Regions from separate parts of the Mus musculus genome. Here region 2 is linked to region 1. A link is a contact called in public HiChIP or PLAC-seq data. All regions are on one chromosome and are shown on one strand. Each heading gives the region's core, a stretch centred on a gene start, on an enhancer-like site or on the middle of the called end of the contact. The rest is flanking DNA. Distances are from core to core; before and after follow the strand shown. Region 1 has its middle 9.5 kb from the start of Tra2a. Region 2 overlaps Mpp6 (membrane protein, palmitoylated 6 (MAGUK p55 subfamily member 6)).

The links. HiChIP or PLAC-seq counts read pairs in DNA pulled down with a chosen protein or histone mark.
Region 2: a contact with region 1 is called in an H3K27ac HiChIP or PLAC-seq map of embryonic stem cells, with 2.4 times the contacts expected there. The contact joins two enhancer-like sites. A contact is called at or near these places in 1 of 39 promoter capture datasets (3T3-L1-derived adipocytes), 2 of 115 datasets of contacts at active chromatin or transcription factors (astrocytes and embryonic stem cells) and 1 of 9 other capture datasets (macrophages).

What each region holds. Positions count from the first base shown.
Region 1 is chr6:49,270,174-49,277,002 of GRCm38.p6, forward strand. No RefSeq gene overlaps it. Among named protein-coding and RNA genes, the nearest start is that of Tra2a, 9.5 kb to the left of the region's middle. Within about 2 kb of position 4,433, at least 23 of the 459 cell types and tissues checked have an H3K27ac peak or open chromatin away from gene starts, as enhancers often do. A contact at or near this core is called in embryonic stem cells, where this site is marked.
Region 2 is chr6:50,167,081-50,173,909 of GRCm38.p6, forward strand. The region is part of intron 6 of Mpp6 (membrane protein, palmitoylated 6 (MAGUK p55 subfamily member 6)); the gene reads left to right. Among named protein-coding and RNA genes, the nearest start is that of Mpp6, 60 kb to the left of the region's middle. Within about 2 kb of position 2,586, at least 14 of the 459 cell types and tissues checked have an H3K27ac peak or open chromatin away from gene starts, as enhancers often do. A contact at or near this core is called in embryonic stem cells, where this site is marked.

The sequences.
Region 1 (6,829 bases), core at 3,183-5,682:
ACCACCGTCTAACCCAGCACTTTGGCACCATCCCAGAAAAACGGGTCCTTAGTAGTCACTCTCTACTCCCATCCCCGCGTCTTATTGTAACGGCAAATCTGCCTTATGTCTCCATAGATACCCCATTGTGGGCATTTTGTAGGAATGGATTTGGTATGGCAGCCGGAGACTTATCTATGACAATAGGGATAAAGTTCCTTTTGTTTGTTTGTTTTGAGTTTTGTCTAGAACATTAAAAAGTAATGTACAAATAGAAAAAACACCTTGGAATTATCAGTGACCTTAATTTAACAAAATAATACTTATACTATACAAAATATAATACAACTTGTCTGCTCTCTTGGATAGGAACACTTTTTGTTGTTTAATTTGTTTTAAAATTTATTTTTAATTCATTCACTTTACATCTAGATTGCTGTCCTCTCCTCTCACAGTCCCTCTGAGAGAATAGAGGTCCCCCTTGGGTACCTCCTTCCCAGAACATCAAGTCTCTGAAGGGCTAGGAGCTTCTTCTCCCACTGAGGCCAGACAAGGCAGCTGAGTTAGGGGAACAGATTCCATAGACAGGCAACAGCTTTAGGGACAGCCTCTGCTTCAGTTGTTCAGGACCCACCTGAAGACCAAGCTGCACATCTGCTACATTTGGGGGGGTTGGTGTGCTAGGTCCAGCCCATGTATGCTCTTTGGTTGGTGGTTCAGTCTTTGAGAGCCCCATTGTTTTTTGTTTTTGAATTATGATACATTAGGAGCAGAGGAATGCAGGTGACTGAGAAAGGTTTGTAGGGTTCAGGGAGTCTTTTTTTTTTTAATTATTATGGTTATGCTTAATTTATGTGTGAGAGAAGAACCTCTTTTTTTTTTATGGATCTTTTTCTTAAAGAGTTATTTATTTATTTTATGTATATGAGTACACTATAGCAGCCTTCAGACACACCAGAAGAGAGCATCAGTTCCCATTACAGATGGTTGTGAGCTTCCATGTGGTTGTTGGGAATTGAACTCAAGACCTCTGGAAAAGCAGTCAGAACTCTTAACCACTAAGCCAGGTTCAGGGAGTCCTAATTCCCCAGGATATAATAAGTCAAATAATAGCCAGGTATTACCCACAATGCTCTCTGGCTTCTCCTGAAGGTGGGCTTTTTTTCCTCATGGGCTTGTAGGCTCTTGGCCCAGAGCTGGCCAGAAGTGTTTCTGGTGAATTTTGCCACAGCTCATAGCTCAGGCATTTCTGGGACAGCTGGGCCTTTTAGCAAATGTCGAGGGAAGGGGGTTGTATCTGTCTTGTAGCTTTCCCAAAGGTAACAGTGATGAATTCATAACAACCTCCTCTTATGGGGACCAACAGGAAATAAATGAGTTTCCTCATCATACTGGCAGAGGTAACCACATCTAGAGCGAGAGAAAGTAGAAGTTCTCATACAAGATACAAGCAGGGAGATGGAGTTGGATCTCTTTCAAATTATCTCCTGATACAGAAGAGCCACATCATATCTTAGAACACAAGCATTCCTTCAAAATGTTTGTCTTGTAAGACTCCAGGGAGTCTTAGCTTACCAGGGACCCCCTCAGTGAACCACGTGGAGCCAGGATCGATGCAAAAAGCAAGAGAAATTTATTGTTCATGTGCAATGGGGTTGTCCCAGACCCGAAGGAGAGGTGGCGACCACCAGCACCAGTTCCTCCAGTTTTTTGTATGCATCAGCAACTAGGCACAATATGATTGGCGGAACAGTGCACCCTTTAAACTTATTGGTCTTTAGGGAATGAGGTGACAAGGACTTCCCTTGTCTGAAGGTGAGCAACAGTCAGTCCTGCGGAATGTGTCCCCACCCGAAGGTCCCTTCAGGCCCTGTGGTCAGAGAAATGCTAATTAGCCTCTCCCTTCCAGAGGGGCAAGTGTTTCTTGACCTTCCCAAAGTTCCTATGCTGACCTTTTCAGTCTCTGGTTGTTATTTCTACTGTTGCCCACGGGCAAGAAAACAATCCTGTATACAGGTGTGAGAGGCATCTGGCACTGCAGGCTGTATCACTGGCAACAGGGACACAGTGAAAATGGCAACCTAAAGTTATGATTGCTATAAAAAATTTTTTTGTTTGTTTGTTTTTGAGACAGGATTTCTCTGTGTAATCCTGGCTGTTCTGGAACTCACTCTGTAGACCAGGCTAGCCTCTTCCTCCCAAGTGCTGGGATTAAAGGCATGTGCCACCACTGTCTGGAGACTGTTATAATTTTTATGATGATGGGTGTTATGAACTATAAAGTGATGGCAGCAGGAATAAGGAAATACCCAGAGTATCTGGAATACCTGGCAGGCTCTTTCAAGGTGTCCCTCTGAGAAATCACAGATCTGGCATTTTATTGTGGGGTAAGGAAAGACAGTGGAGACCTAGAAAGGGAGTAGAAGCAGAGAAAAGGGGGGATAGAGAAGGACAGAAAGAGAGGCCAGCTGGGAACATGTGGAGAGTAGAAGAGAAGGGGGTAGGTGGAAAGAGAAAGAGAGAGCAGGGAGAGAGGGAGAAATAGGAGGAGGAGGAAGAGGAAGAAGAGGAGGAGGAGGAGAAGGAGTAACCAAGCCCGCTCACTCAGTCAACAGGTTCTCCAGTGAGGGAGTGAGGATTAAAATGAAAAAAGACAATTAGACAACATTATAGCATGACCCCAGTCAATCAGGAGACTGAAGGCAGGTTTAATTTTTCCCAATCCATTTTAATTACATGAAGTTAGTAAATGAGGAACAATGTACATTGAGGAATCAAGCAAGACAATAAACACAAAGTCCCATGATCACTCTGATGATCACTGCTTCTAAGGATGATCCAGATATCTGAGCCTACTTCTCGGTTCTACCCTAGAATCAGATTCTTACTTCCTTGTCCTTGGCCAATGTCAGGTCCCTCCTTGAACTTCTTTGTCATGCACTAAAGTCAGATTCCTACCAAGCAGCACTCCAAAAAGCTCTCCACAAAGGAAGAAAGGAAGAAGAGGAAGAGGAGGAAGAAGAAGGTGCCTGGTAGAACTGTCTGCCTTTAAACCAACAATACGACTAACCAGGTTCATCATAAAAGTTATTTTAAAATAAATGTAGCTGGCATGGTGGCACAGGTTGTGACTCCAGCATTTGGGAGTAGAAAAAGCAGTAGGAATGAGGAGTTCAAGGCTAGCCTAGGCTACATGAGACCCTGTCTTTAAAAAGAACCTCCCCTCCAAAATGAAAGGATTTTTCAGAAAAGATAGGCATCAAATGAGAATTCTACTCATATATTATCTCCTTTTAAATATTTACCAAGTGCCTATTCCTTGCTTTGTACTGTACTGTACATTCCATGATCAAGAGAGGTGAACTGTCCTCAAAAATTCAATTATAGTTACATAATTTAAAAAATGACAGAGTAGAAGCGAGACGGTGCCTGAAGCAGTCGATGTGATAGAATGGATAATGTTCCGATCACTTCTGGATGTAACAGACAAGGTAGACATGATAGAGAGAAGGAAACAGGACAAGGGTGCACAGAGAATGTCACCAGGCACGGGAAACCCTGAGTGAGCAGAGTTTGCAAAGGAGTTTTATGTCACATTTAGAGCAGGAGGACAGGAGGCATCAGTGCTCGGGGCTGACTGTGTCACACAGTGAAGTGACAGGTAAGCTGGACTCTTCAGCTTTTCTTCTGTGTAAAAAGAATGGTCTTCAGATTGAAAATGGTCAGAGGAGCATGGCAGGCTCTGAAGCCCCTGAAAAGAGGACTCTCTGAACCTACGCTGGGATCTCATGCCCTCCTCCCAGCCTTGAGCAGGCTGCTCAGACCAGGCTTGCCACAGTTACTAGCCCACCTAGGGGCTTTTGTCTGCCCCAGCTGCAGTGCCACTGCCTGCAGAGAGGCTGGACCTGTTCTCCAGACACTACCCTGACAAAGCAGCGATCTGACCCTGACAGCACAATGAGATCCTGGCGTGGTGGGGCATGGGTCCCCCTTCCCCCCCTTTATAAGCTCAGACTCATGAGTAAACATTGGACCTTGATCAGAACTTTGTTTTGGCTCTGGCGGCTACAGGACCTAAGGGAGTTTCCATTTTGACACAATGGCTCCAGACATTACTAAGCCCCCAGGCCTTGGCATACTGACTCCACGATGGAAGGACTATTTAAAAGGCCCTAAAATTCAGCAGGTAGACAGTACCACCTGCCAAAATTGATAAGTTGTTTCTGTGCGGGTGAAATGAGCCAATGTAAGTATATATAAGCAGGTTTATTGGGAAACTGCTTTTGGGCAGGCAAGGAGGCCAAGGAACTCACCATGGAAAGGGAGACAGAAGCGAGAAGCGAGGGGGGAAAAGAAAGAAGAAAGTGCTTGCTCCTGTGTGGGGAGACTGTGGGCACAGAGACTAAAATGTCTGGGTTTTATGGGGAAGAGCTTCCGGGAGAATTCTAGCCTAGCTCCTGGGCTGGGAAGTTCAGGGTAGAGGGTGTGGTATGCCAGGTGGATATCGAGGGATGCTGGGAGAACCTGGAGGCCAGGGTTAGGATTAGGGTTACCCTTTGGCCAGACTGAGGGCTACGTGTGAAACACCCCCCCCCCCGCCACCCCCCCACCCCCCACCCCACCCCCACCCCCCCACGGCAGCTTGTCTTTTCTTTTTTGAGCAGCCCAGGAAAGGACAAACATTTACATATCCTGCAGGCCTGGCGCCACCAGCACAACAATTAACAATTGAGAATACAGGGACAGACCTTCATAGACAGCGGATACCCAACAAACCCCAAGTGAATAGTTGAATAGATAATTTGCATTTCTAAAAACCAACCAAACAAAAAGAATCAAATTAGATATGGGTATTGACAACCACAATGCTGGTCTTCTAGGAAGGGGGACACTTGAATCTCAAGTTTCAAGAAAAGATTATTTAAACTATAATTTATGCCGGGCGTGGTGGCACACGCCTTTAATCCCAGCACTCAGTAGGCAGAGGCAGGCAGATTTCTGAGTTTGAGGTCAGCTTGGTCTACAAAGTGAGTTCCAGGACAGCCTGGGCTATACAGAGAAACCCTGTCTAGAAAAGACCAAAGCAAAACAAAACAAAACAAACCCAATCTCTCTCTCTCTCTCTCTCTCTCTCTCTCTCTCTCTCTCTCTGTGTGTGTGTGTGTGTGTGTGTGTGTGTGTGTGTGTGTGTGTGTGTGAATGTGTTTCTACCCACAGGTTGGTTCCGCCCTGTTGATTGAGAAATGTTAATTAGGCTCTCCCTTCCGGAGGGGCAAGTGTTTCCGGACCTTCCCAAAGTTCTTGAAGTGATCTTTTCATAAGTAAATTCTGGTGAACTTTCTTTCTTCTGATTAATGAATTTGTAGAAGTGCAGACACGGCAGTGAGTTTTAAGTTCCTTGGGGAATCCTCCCGGGTCCTTGAGTGTAGAGAAGTTTCTCGTTTGTCTTTGTGTCCTCCAGTGCCTGGTACAGTCCTTGCTGTGCTGAGGTCTGTGCTCTGGCAAATACATACAGAAACCAAGAGAAGGATACGTAAATGCTGAGCAATATTACCCTACCCAAGTGGAGAATTCAAATTATGAAATAATGAACTAGACACTATTATTTTTATTTTTGAACAAATGATCCATTTTCACACACAATTGGGAAAATATCTATGTATTCCTGGCAGAAACATGAAGTAATATAGCTGTTATGGAGAACATTACTCCTGAAATTGAAAAAAGTGTTCACTCTATAAACTAGGAGCTTTACTTTGAAAATATAGTCTAGAGAGAGTCTTCATGGGTCAAAGAAAATTTGCATAGGTTGCTCATCATAATTTTTTTTTGTTTGTTTGTTTGTTTGTTTGTTTGAGACAGGGTTTCTCTGTATAGCCCTGGCTGTCCTGGAACTCACTCTGTAGACCAGGCTGGCCTCGAACTCAGAAATCTGCCTGCCTCTGCCTCCTGAGTGCTGGGATTAAACGCATGCACCACCACCGCCCAGCATCATCATGATTTTTGTCAGTAGGGTCAGATGGGCTTTTGCTCCAAACTTGCCTCAATATTATAACACAAAATGATATGTATGATATAACAATATAATATTTATATAATATGATAATATAACAGACAACATAAGTTAAAACAATGTTTCTATAACGTAATTTATCATTGAAAGTGTATATATGATGTGTGATGGCAGATCTGTGCATGTCATAGTGAAAGAACCTAGTGGGGAAACCCCTACTCATTTCCCAATTCAGCGATTCAGCGTGTACCCAAGAATCACGAACAGAACAGAACGCCTTAATGTAAAAACACGAGGTAGTTCAATGGCAGAGCTCCGGGTCTAAACGTATCTCACGCAGGAGACAGTGGTTTCGACCAAGAGGCTTGGAAGCTAGGGTTTTTTATAGAAAAGGGGCTGGGGCTGGGGGAGGAATTGGCGCGGTTTCACATGATTGGTCCATTTAAACATCAGCAGCCTGTTAACATTTAACTTAGGTCAGAAGGGCAGGAGATAGGGAGGCACCGGGCCAGTCTGGCATGCCATTCTCTTTATCTCTCTTTATCTTTATGGCCAAGCAGCCTCAGGAATGTCTGCCCGGGCATGTCCTGGCCTGTTCTGTTATGTTCTCAGCCCCAGGTTTCAAAGCTCACAAACAACTCTTTTGGGCTATTTGACATACATTACATGAATCACAGCTCTCAAGTTTTATTTTCTTTATATAGCACATGTGTGTCGGTCAGAGGACAACTTTCAGAAGTTGATCCTTCTACCCTTGGTCAGGTAGTCGGATGTGCATGACAGATGCTTTTTACCTTTTGAGTCTTATTACTGGCTCCAGAATTATTTTACTTCATG
Region 2 (6,829 bases), core at 1,336-3,835, 900 kb after region 1:
TTTTGGTTTTAGAAATTTCAGCCACATTTCTGGGCTGTTGTGGCAAAGTATGACTGTGGAAAAGCAGGGCAGGGCAAAGTTGCTCACCACAGGAGGGCTGAAAACAGAAATAGGAAAGGAGCAGGGCAGTGTGCATCCTCCAGACATGCTTCCCATGACCAGTTCTGTCCAAGCCTGGTCTACAAAGTGAGGTCCAGGCTAGCCAGGGCTACAGAGAGAAACCCTGTCTCGGAAAAAAAAAAAAACTATAGGAAAATAAGTAATAACTTTATCTCATTCAACAAAATAATAGCAAATCAAAGCTAATTTTCTGTAAAAAAGTAAAGTTAATAAAGTTTGTCCAAGTTGAATTTATTGAAAGTATGCTAGTATAGTTTCTTACAAGAAAATCCGTATATGTAACTGATCATATTAACGAGACAGGCGCTTTAGCCAACTAAGCCACGGAGCCACCTAACTGATCATATTAACAACAGATTAAGAGAGAATAACCTCAATAGAGGTGTGATTAAATTTTGCTCAGATTCACATGTCTTTTTTAAATTGAGGGCTTGTTTACAGTTGCAGAGGGTTTGTCCATTATCATCATAAAAGAGGGCATAGTTCCACTTATGGCAATGAGAAGTAGCTGAGCTGAGCACTTTATATTCCTGATCTGCAGGCAAACATAGGCAAGCAGACAGATAGGAGAGAGGGCAGAATGAGGGAGAGAAAAAGAGATAGAAATACAGATAGAGATAGACATAGATACATACATACATTCATACATGCATACATACATACATACATACATTCATACATACATACATACATACATACATACATACATACATACATACATAGACGGACAGACACTGGCATGGACTTTTGAAGGTTCAAAGCCTACCCTCAGGGACATGCCTTCTTCAACAAGGCCACACCCCTTTCAAACAGGCCAACTGGAAACCAGCATGGAAATAACTAGATGAGCCTGTGGTGGTTATTCTCACTCAAACCACCACAGATAACTTCTACCAATGGCGGAGACTTCCACTTGAATTCATCTTAAAGAAATATCCATTTATTGTAATTTATTCTTAGTTGTGTACACTAACACATGTGTACTATATAATGACTTAAATAAAATAAAGGATGACATTGTAGTAGTAGGTTTTATCAAAGTGTAGAGATTAGGGATTTACCAAAAAAACCACAATAAACAAACCAAACAGCTAGATAATTTTAGGCATAGTATTGCTTTTAAATAAAACCAAAGACATAATCCATGAAAGCTATAACTAATACCATTATGAATAAAAGTTCCTACTTATGAAAGACAATGTTAAGGGACTGAGAAAAGCTACATCAAGAAAGTCTCTACAAAACAATCATGTCTGAACAACGAGTGACACTAAACGTGGCTAATTTAACTCAGCTGTAGGGTAAGAACAGATTTGATTTAAAGTGTGAGCAAGAGAGATGGGCAGGCACTGATGAAGGATAACAAACCTTCATCAGACGAGTGAATGGAGAGATACTTGAGGCGATGTACTACTAGGGAAACTGAAAAGATGCAGTGTGCTATGTTGCAGTAAATCTCTCCAACCCAAATATGCTCCGGCAATGAAAACACAACACGGCAGATTTACCACTACACTACCATCTTTCACATCTATGAGACCCCTTAGAACTTTCGGTTTCTCCAGCCATGTGCTTCTACTTCACTTTTCTTCTTCTTCCTCCTCCTCTGTGTCCTCTCACTCTTCCATTTTCTCTTTCTCTCCCCCACCTTCCCTTTTATCTCCACCTTCCCTTTTATCTGCCAAATCAACATCTCTCCTTTATTTTACAATTAATTTTACAAATTAAGGTGGGAAGCAGGTTTACAGGAAATCACCTGAGTGCTGATTCATTCTTTGTTTGCAACCACTCACCAGAACGGAATTAACGTCAAATATAACTAGCCCCAGGGCTATCCACAACTGCGCTACACTCTATTCAGTGGCCAAAACCAACTGGAAACCTCCCTAGTGGGGATACAGAGCAACAAAAACAGATCCCTCCCTTGCAGAAACATGACTTGGGAGGCCCTTTGGGTAGACAGTTGATCGATCCATCCATCCATCCATCCATCCATCCATCCTTCCTTTCTTTCTTTCTTTCTTTCTTCCACATCTTTTTTAAGTACTAATTAAGTTGGAAGAGGAAGTTGAAAGTCTGACTGCTGTATAAAGCGAGGGCATAGCTGATCTGAAGTATGGTTAAGATGAAGGTTTTTTTTTATTGTAGAGATGAGGGATAGTACAGGCAGAGGCGTCTGGAAGAGTTGAGGGAGAGGGAGAAGATGACAGAGAGAGAGAGAGAGAAAGTAAGTAAGTGGTAGACAGACCATGTCCAGTAGAATGGCCCAGGGTGCAGGATGAGAAGAGCCAAGAGGAACTCCAGGTACTGAGGGCTCCTGCAGTCCAGCATGGGTGTGGCTTGTAGATAGGCACCAAGGATAGATAGCTGTTTGTGAGTTTCTTTTGGAGCTACTAACTTCAACATCAGAAGCTAGTCTCCCTGACACCTCACCACAACCAACTCTAGTCCCTTAAGAGGTCTCATTTCCATCAAAGTAAAAGAACCCATGATAAACCAAAGAAACTAACCATATCAATACACAGTTGTGCACCAGTGAAAGAAATGCTTTCAAATGGCTCTATTATAGCAAATACTTTCAATCTCTAGTTATGATGTTAATGATGTTAGGAGTAAGCAATAGCCAGTGTAAAAGTTTAGTATGTTGCAAACTGCAGAATAGAACTAACATTCAGACATTTCTGGCAACACACACACTTCAGGATTCCCAGCCACTGTGGGACAGCAGCTGACAGAAATGCCACCCAGGATCTTAACCCAGCTTGGCACTGACAAACTACAGGGCCCTGGCAGATTCAATGGAAAAGCACAACTTGCTGCTGGAGGAAGAGGGCAAGCTTGTTCAGAATTTTGATGAAGCTGCAAACAATAAAGTAAACTGAACTGACTCAACTTCAAGAATAAAATAGCAGTGATTTGATTGCTTTAAAAACTCATTTGGGGTTAGGATGAAACAGAAATTCTTAATACTTTAAATTTCAAGATTCTTGAACTGAAGCATTCAGTTAATTACTATCTATATTCACTTATTTGTTTGCTATTGATTAATCCAAAGAAGCCAAGAAGTAAAATCTAAAATAAAGGTAAATAAAACTTTTGACTCATTGAAGTTAAAAAAAAAAAAAGTGGGGGGGGGGAGGAGAGAGGTGCTGAAGCGTTATCTCCTGCCAGGGTTTCCTTGAGGATCCAAAAAGCATGGTGTGACAAAATACAGACACAAAATTGCTGCAAAGTAAGAAGTAAGACTATAAATTTAAAATTAATATAATTTTTATCCTTGGAACCCACCCCAGGAAATTACATATCTAGAAATAATAGAGTACTGAATCAGACTCTTTTTTTTCATATCAAGCAACTAAAAATGTAAATAAGACATCATTTACAATAGAAGTTGCCTTAATGCCTGGGAATAAATCTAACAAACTAGTTCAAGTCCTCCACACAAAAGAATTATGAAGATGTTCTCAGTAATAGAGCACTATGGAAATGTCCGTTTTCTTCACCTTAACTTACAGACTCAGAAGCTTGTCAGTGAAAATTCCAGCAAGGTTCTTCTTCATCTTGATGAAAAGAGGGGCCAGGACACTGGAGGCACAAAAGCGGTCATGGTATCTTAGTTCCTTTCCCTGTTGCTGCACAGCTTTAAGGGGGAAAGTGTTATTCTGGTTCCAAGGTCAAGGGTACAGTCCACCACAGTACAGAAGTTTAAAAGGAACCGAAGCCTGAGGCAGCTGGTCGGCCACCCTGACTCCACAGTCAGGAAGCACAGAGCAACAACACCTTGTTCTCAGCCTTTGTATTTTTACAATCCAGGACTCCAGCCCAGAAAATGGTGCCACCCACAGTAGGTGGCTGTTCACACCTCAGTTAAGCTAGTCAGGATACCCGCCCCCCCCCCCCAATTGCAAGACCAGGGGCCTATCTCCTAGGTGATTCTAGATTTCATTGAATTGAAGGGTGAGATCACAATTTTTTTTTTAATTTTTTACTTATTTTTCTCTCATACAATACATCCTGACCATAACCATCAAAATTATTAATGTGCAGGTTTACATATTATGATGTCTGCATAGGAATGGATAACATGATAGGTGGAAGAGAGAATTCAAAAAGAGGGTTAGTTAGGGTTTTACTGCTGTGAACAGACATCATGACCAAGGCAAGTCTTATAAAAAACAACATTTACTTGGGGCTGGCTTACAGGTTCAGAGGTTCAGTCCATTATCATCAAGGTGGGAGCATGGCAGTGTCCAGACAGGCTTGACACAGGCAGAGCTGAGAGTTCTACATCTTTATCCAAAGGCTGCTAGTGGAAGACTCACTTCCAGGCAACCAGGGTGAGGATCTTAAGCACACACCTACAGTGACTCCAACCACGACACACCTATTCCAACAAGGCCACACCTCCAAATGGTGCCACTCCCTGGACCAAGAATATACAAACCATCACCCTACACTTGTATATTGTATTAGTTTATAACAGAATGGAAGAAAATTGAATATTCCTAAAGATAATATCTATAGTTGTCATTGTTTCATATTCCATACAAAATCAATCACAAACATACCCTTGGTCAGTAAACATCTAAAAACACTAAAAATCACAGTGTGAGATGTTCTCTTTTACCATTCAGTTAGCAAAATTCATACATGAATCTACAATGTCTCCTTCATTGATAATAAAAGTATCGTTGGTGTAGCACATTGATGGGAAGGAAGTTTAGTAATATCTCTTAGAGCCGAATCTTGATGTGTTCTAAAACTCAGTTGTTTCCTAGAAAAATTCTTTCATATATACAGTCAGAAATTCATTAACAAGCATGTAAATCCTAAAACATTAGTGTACATCCTATGGTACTGTTTTTATTTTTAAATGACTTACATATTTCTTAACTTACATCGACGGAATTAAATCTATATCCAGAAGGCAAAGCAGGGGGTTGAATACAAGATCTAAAGTAAAGGCCATCTTGTTGGGAAGCCAGGATAGTGGGTTGGGATGAAATGAGAGCAAGAGGGCCAGGTTTTGAGCTTATGTTTTGGGTGGCAAGCCCATGGTTCATTTTTACGTAATTTACTAAATAAATGCAGCTCATGTATATATAGGAGTAACTCAAGTGTGGTTTAAATTGAAGAATTTCAAGTTATAATTTTTAAATATACAGTTTTCTAGGCGTGGGTATTCATAATGGACCTGTGACATCATTAACACAATTAAGATAAACTTAGCCGTCACTCCTGAGTTGTGTGAGACTATTTGTGTTCCTCTCTCCTGTTTCTTGTGTTTTCTCCCTCACTCCAGGCAACTGCCCTTCTGCATTGTCACTGTTAGCCTGCATTCCGATATTGTCATATAAGCAGAATTAAACATATTTGGATTTCATATTTTTAATATATTTTGATTCTTTGAGGATTTTATATGTGTATATAGTGTGTTTTTATTATGTTCACCCCATACTCCTCCTCCTCCGAAGATCTTCATCTCCCCCTCTCCTGACTTTGTCCTCTGAGTACAGTTTGTGATGCCCATTTACTCATGTGTTGGGCCTGGCCTCTGCCTTTCTCAGAAAGCTTCAGCTGTCAAAGGCTCACATAAAGGTTCCCGAGGCCCTCCCTCCATGCTGGGATGCTGGCTGGCTTGATCTTGTGCAGGTCTTGTGCAGACTAGCACAACTGCTGTGAGGACAGCAGTTCTGCCATGTCCAGAAGACACTGTTAGGTTCTGCTTCTTCTTAACCTCTAGCTCTTAGTCTTTCTGCCTTTCATCCTTGGTGGTCCCTGAGCCTTGAACGGAAGGGATATAATACAGATGTCCCATCTGTTGCTGAACAATCTATAAACACTTAATCTTTACATTTTGACCTATTATAAGTTTCTCCTTTAACCACTGTGCCCCACACAAAGAAACTTCTCTGATTGAGTCTGAGAGCTGTGCTAATCTTTGGTGATAGAGATTTGACTTCATTAGCCATTTTGATACTATATTCATTTAGTATATGTGCTCCCCAGCCATACACTAAATTTGAATTAACTTAGACCCAGAATGACAGAAGTTTCATGCTCTCATTTATATATGAACCCTAGAGTCAGATTTTTGATTTGTGTGTCTAAATTGAAGATCCTCTAGAATCTAGGAAACTAGTTGAATTTCAGTTCCTACCTGGCTTCTTTCAGCACAAATATGCTTACTTATGTTGATAAGTTCATACCTTTTTATTGATCTAGTATTTCATTGCATGGGCATACCAATTTGTATATGTATAAACTGGCTGGTAAACATTTTTGTTATTACCAATTTGGGCTGATACAGATTAAAATACAGCTAGGGGTGTAAATACCTAGGTATTGAGAGTTGGTCATGTGGTAGGTGTATGTTGAAATTTTAGAGACAAACTTTTCAGAAGTGATTGTAGCAGTTCACAGTCCCACCAGCATTTGCCCGAGTTTATTTTACTCAGTGTCCATGTTTGATTTGGTATGACCAGTGTTTAGTTTCAGTTGATATAATAGTATATAATAGTAGCTGATTGCAATTTTAATTTGCATATCACTAATAATATTATATAATAATAATAGACATTTTTCATGTGCTTATTTTCCATGATTTTACCCACTCAATCAAGTTCACATACCTTTGTCTGCTTTGTGCTGTTCTCTTACTTGGTTTTTAGCAATCTGGTGTGCTGGCTAGTTTTATGACAACTTGACA